Regions from separate parts of the Sus scrofa genome. Here region 1 is linked to region 2. Evidence: chromatin contacts called from public HiChIP or PLAC-seq data. All regions are on one chromosome and are shown on one strand. The core of a region is the stretch at or near the end of the contact, and the rest is flanking DNA. Distances in the headings are between cores, read along the strand shown.

The links. HiChIP or PLAC-seq counts read pairs in DNA pulled down with a chosen protein or histone mark.
Region 1: a contact with region 2 is called in an H3K27ac HiChIP or PLAC-seq map of alveolar macrophages. The contact joins the promoter of TMEM192 here to the enhancer-like site in region 2. A contact is called at or near these places in 2 of 5 promoter capture datasets (fetal liver and liver), 5 of 47 Hi-C or Micro-C datasets (blood, embryonic fibroblasts, fibroblasts and 2 more) and 1 of 2 datasets of contacts at active chromatin or transcription factors (alveolar macrophages).

The regions. Positions count from the first base shown.
Region 1 is chr8:43,959,386-43,962,085 of Sscrofa11.1, reverse strand. It overlaps TMEM192 (transmembrane protein 192), which reads right to left and starts at 1,416. Exons shown (of 6, transcript XM_003128993.5): 1 at 1,300-1,416. The coding sequence starts at 1,308.
Region 2 is chr8:43,801,781-43,804,480 of Sscrofa11.1, reverse strand. The region is part of intron 4 of KLHL2 (kelch-like protein 2); the gene reads left to right. Among named protein-coding and RNA genes, the nearest start is that of MSMO1, 64 kb to the right of the region's middle. Within about 2 kb of position 1,365, at least 8 of the 83 cell types and tissues checked have an H3K27ac peak or open chromatin away from gene starts, as enhancers often do. A contact at or near this core is called in alveolar macrophages and retroperitoneal adipose tissue, where this site is marked.

The DNA of each region.
Region 1 (2,700 bases), core at 167-2,666, 160 kb before region 2:
AACTAAAAAGCTTTTGCCGCTTTGAGGTGTCTGGGCCTAAGATAAAGCACAGTTTTTAGCTTTTTACTGAGTGGTAGAAATCATATCCATAAAATACCAAAAGCAGACAACCTTCTCAGATCTAAAGTGATTTAGCTATATAGCTGTTGGTGAAACATTACTCTCCAATGTTTGGTGAAACAAATTTCTAGGATTGCATGCATCCTAAAACTAAAAGCTATAGATTCAAGAATCCTAGGGCAGCCTAGCACCAACCAAGAGGCATTTACTGCACATATTTTTCTAAGAGTCTCTCCTTTTCCTCTCAGAAACTCATATTCTCCATACATTGTCAGTTCATGAATTTCATCCTTAAAAAATTTAGAAACAAAGAACTTTTCTTTAAATATATGTCTCAAATCTATTTCCAGGAATTACAGTAAGCATTCATTTTCTCAACTGAAACTGAATTTTTAAGTCTTATTACGAGAAACTGGTTTTTATTCAGTCAAGATAACTGAACTTCAGTCATTATTTGCATAAGAATCTAAGGCCTTGTGGGGCCTGTGAGGCCGGAACTGTGTTTCATGTGTCCTGCTGGAGTCACCTCATTCAGTAGTAGGATCACAGTAATATTTCTATTAATTTATTAACCCAAATTAGTGCTTTAATATAACTGCCAACTTTTCGTTTCTCTTAGGCAATAATTTATTTTGTGCCAATGGGCAACCTAGGGAATTGTGGACACAAATACACGCTTCCCCTAAAAATGTTTTAATACATTCAAGCAAAGATTTTTGCTTATAACTAGGGCACTGCTTTTTTAGTAATCCGGTTTGGATCCATCTACTTAGAAATTTAAAAATCCCTTCATTCCTACCATGCCATGATTCAAAACATCTCGACATTGTTTTTCTCCAATGTGGGTTTCCGGGCGATGACAGCGACAGGTCTGCCCGTGGGACGCCGAAGCCGGTCCAGGTCACAGCCTTCCAGGCCAAGGCCTGGGGCCTCGAGGAGCAGAACTCGGCTCTGCGCCCGGGTCCACACCTGCACCGCGGGCTGCTCCAGCTCTGGGACCCAAGATGCACCCGTACGGGGCTAAGCGTCCAGCCTCCCCCCATTAAATAAGCCGGCCTGGCGCGAGGCGTACTCCGCGGACTCCCGCTTGCCTCCTGCCAGGGTCCCAGGCCCAGGCAGCCCCGCGCAGGAGACGCCCCTCCAGTCAATGTTGCGCCCACCCCCATCTCCGCCCAGCGCGCCCAGCACCGAAAGAGAGGCTCCAGGCTGGCCGCCGGCCACCTGCATCTGCACACTCACATCCTCCATACTGCCCGCCGCCGGAGGCCGCAGCCCCGCCGCCTGGCCTCCAAACCTGCTCTCGGTGCCTGCTTCCGGGACCCGCCCCTGGACCGGCACCTCGCTCCCGATTGGCAGAGGCGCAGAGGGCGGGCTCCAGCGCTTCGCTCAAGGGCCCACTTCCAGAAGCGTTCCAGGACCCGCCCCCTCACTCTCTATTGGCAGAGGGAGCGGAATGACTGGCCACGCCCCTCGCTTCCAATTGGCAGATGCAGAGACAGCGACACAGACACCTCGATTTCAATTGGCAGAGGCGGAAGGGGGCGTGACTCTCGCCGAAGACCCGCCCAGGGAGGCTGGTGCAGGTGAGAGGTCTTGGGTGCCTGAGAGTGCCTTGGTTGCGATCTCTTGTCCAGTGCGTGGTTGGCAGGAGAATTGGGCACTAAAGCATGCGTTCCAAGTCCCAGAGTTTGAACTACTTTCGGCCACCACTCATTTCTTTGAACATTAAGTTTTCTTGGTGTTCCTTAATTTTCGCTTGCAGCACACCTCTGTGCATAGAACCAGCGGTAGAATCCCAGGTTCGCATTTATAGATCAGAACTCCACCAGCAGAGGGAGCCAAAGCGAATAAAGACTGATTTCTGTGATACATTTAACAGATTTCACCAGTACATGAGGCAGTAAGGAATTTTTAGGGCTGTCATGGGTTTGGGAGGGTGTTTTTTTGTTTTGCTTTTGTTATTTTTGGCGTAGCCCACTGGTCTGCAGAAGTTGGGGGGGCGGGGTCAGGAACTGATCCTGAGCTGCAGTTGCCACCCAAGCCATAGCAGTGATAGTGTGGATCCTTAACCCTCTAGGCCACCAAGGAATTCTCCAGGTTTGTTTGTTTGTTTGTTTGCTTGCTTGCTTGCTTGTTTGTTTTTAGGGCCGCAGCTGCAGCAGGTGTAAGTTCCCAGGCTAGAGGTTGAATCAGAGCAGCAGCTGCCAGCCTACACTACAGCCACAGCAATGCCAGAACCAAGCCACAGCTGAGTGAAGCCAGGGATTGAACCCACATCCTCATGGATACTAGTCGGGTTCTCAAGCAGCTGAGCCACATGGATAACTCATCTATGGGTTTTTAAGCGGAACTGAAAATGAAACGATTACATTTTCTGAAAATTCACTAGTATTCTTAAGCAACAAGGAAAGTAAAATTTTCTGTTTATAACCAGTCCCCACAGATAATGCTGATACTAGAGTAGCAAATACTATCATACTTTTTAATGCTTATTTGCACATTGTTTTTGGTGTAATCTTGTTTACACCATTGGTGAAATAAAATCATTTAAATATCAGCAAAGAAAAAGATAGTCTAATTCTCCACTTGCTCTTTGAAAATCTCACAAAATTTAAAAATTTTTAAAATCTCCTGAGTTTC
Region 2 (2,700 bases), core at 116-2,615:
GGATAGATGCCCAGGAGTGGGATTGCTGGATGCTGGGAAAACTGGACAGCCACATGTAAAAGACTGAAATTAGAACACTTCCTAACACCATACACAAAAATAAACTCAAAATTGATTAAAGACCTAAATATAAGACCAGATAGATACTATAAAACTCTTAGAGGAAAACGTAGGCCAAACACTCTCCAACATGAACCACAGCAATGTCTTCTCAGATCTACCTCCTTGAGTAATGACAGTAAAACCAAAAATAAACAAATGGGACTTAATTAAACTTAAAAGTTTCTACACAGCAGAGGAAACCCTAAACAAAACAAAAAGACAACCCACAGAATGGGAGAAAATATTTGCAAATGAAGTGACTGACACATGGTTAATCTCCAAAATTTATAAACACCTCCTGCAGCTCAATACCAAAAAAAACAACCCCATCAAAAAAATGGGCAGAAGATCTCCAAAGAACATACAGATGGCCAAAAAACACATGAAAAGATGTTCAGCATCACTAATCATTAGAGAAATGCAAATAAAAACCACTCTGAGTTACCACCTTACACCAGCCAGAATGGCCATCATCAAAAAGTCTGTGAACAGTAAATCATAGAGAGGGTGTGAAGAGGGAACCCTATTACACTGTTGGTGGGAATGTAACTTGGTGCAAACACTGTGGAAAACAGTATAGAGATTCCTCAGAAAACTGAAAATAGAGTGACCATTTGATCCAGCAATCCCACTCCTGGACATCTATCCAGAGTTGGAGATTTTAGAGAAATCTTGGGTTAAAAATAATGGAAGAAACAGCTGTAAAAAAGGGTGGTATGGGGGAGGTATGCCTGAAGACCATACACCCTCATTTTCTTCTTTCCATGACACCTTCGCCTTTCCCCTGCATTTATATATCATTGGAAATGACATCAGTTACAGATGTATTCTGCTTAAAAGCCTTTCTTAAAACTTTAAATACTTCTGGAAGGGATTTGTCCTGGATAAGTGTTGTGTTATTAATTATTAATATGAATTAATAAGATGGGTTTTTTTGGGCGGTTGAACTTGCAGTATATGGAAATTCCTAGGCTAGTGGTCAAATCAGAGCTGCAGCTGCGGTCCTATGCCATAACCACACCAGTTCCAAGCCACATCTGCAACCTACACTGTGTGATGCTGGATCCTGTAACCCACTGAGCAAGGCCAGGTATCAAACCTGAATCCTCATGGATCCTAGTCAGGTTCTTAACCTGATAAGCCACAAATGGAACTCCCGAGATGGCTTTCCTTTTGACCCTGCTGGCAGTACCTATCTTGAGGGGTGGAGCTTGAGTTGGAGTGTGTTGGAAGGAGGAGGGGAGTAGATGTATTTAGATGATGAATCACTTAGCCGGAAAGGCAGATCTGGGTGGAGAATCACAGCTGGGTGCACAGCAGAGAGAGGGCAGGATGCCAGTTACAAACACTTCCTATGTCAAAATTCTGTCTCCGGTCAGGCCTGCATCCCAGAAAGAGGAAGGAAACGCTCTTCTTCCTTCCCTGTACCCACTGCCCCCTGAAGTTAAGCAGTCAAGTAGTATTATTGTGTTCATTGCTTTTGTGGCTTATTAATATTTTTAATACCATCTCTATGAGTAAATGTGCAGTGGGTGTCATGCAGCCAGTTGAAAAAATAAACTGTGGAACATGATTTATTTGTAAATTGGGGACTTAAATGTAGATTGGTTTTTTAAAAATTTATTTGTTTTGGCCGTGCCCATGGCACACAGAAGTTCCCAGGCCAGGGATCAAACCTGTGCCACAGCAGTATTTCGAGCCACTGCAGTGACAATGCTGGCCTCTTAGCCACTGAGCCACCAGGGAACTCCCAAATGTAGATTTTAGAAGATGTGTGCTAATGAAAGTTACAGGTTAAGTTTCATAATGAGACATTTTTAGTCTGAACAATGTATAGCTACTTTAAGTTTGGGGGTTATTTCTACCCTCCGCTCATGCCCTTTGGACAGCTGTTTCCTTGTTTGTTTTTATGTCATTCCTGGCACTTTAAATAAACAAGCGCTTCTGATACAAATATAAAATGGCTGGTAAATGAATAAAAATCTGCTTTTTAGGTGTACACTGACTGTAATATTAACAGTGACTGAACTGTAAGCATCGTCTTTGCATGTTTTCCTAGACATCTGGAAATCTTACGTCTATGGAATAATCAGATCTCTTGGTAGTGTATTCTAATAAACACACTGCTAATGGTTCAGGATTTAAAAGATTTACGGAGTTCCCGTTGTGGCGCAGTGGTTAACGAATCCGACTAAAACCATGAGGTTGCGGGTTCGGTCCCTGGCCTTGCTCGGTGGGGTAAGGATCTGACGTTGCCGTGAGCTGTGGTGTAGGTCGCAGACAAGGCTTGGATCCCACGTTGCTCTGGCTCTGCCGTAGGCCGGTGGCTACAGCTCCGATTAGACCCCTAGCCTGGGAAACTCCATATGCCGCGGAAGCCGTCCAAGAAATAGCAAAAAGACAATAAATAAATAAAAATAAAAGATTTACTACATAAATTGTTTCCCCCTGTGGAGTAAGTGCCCAAGCTGAAAATAAACTACAGATCCTGATAGCCAAGCAGAAGGAGTGTACTTGTCTAAACGAAACATCTTCTGTGTAATTTGGCTTGTCAGACAACATGAAATAGGATGAAAGCATCTTCCTTTAAAATGTGCA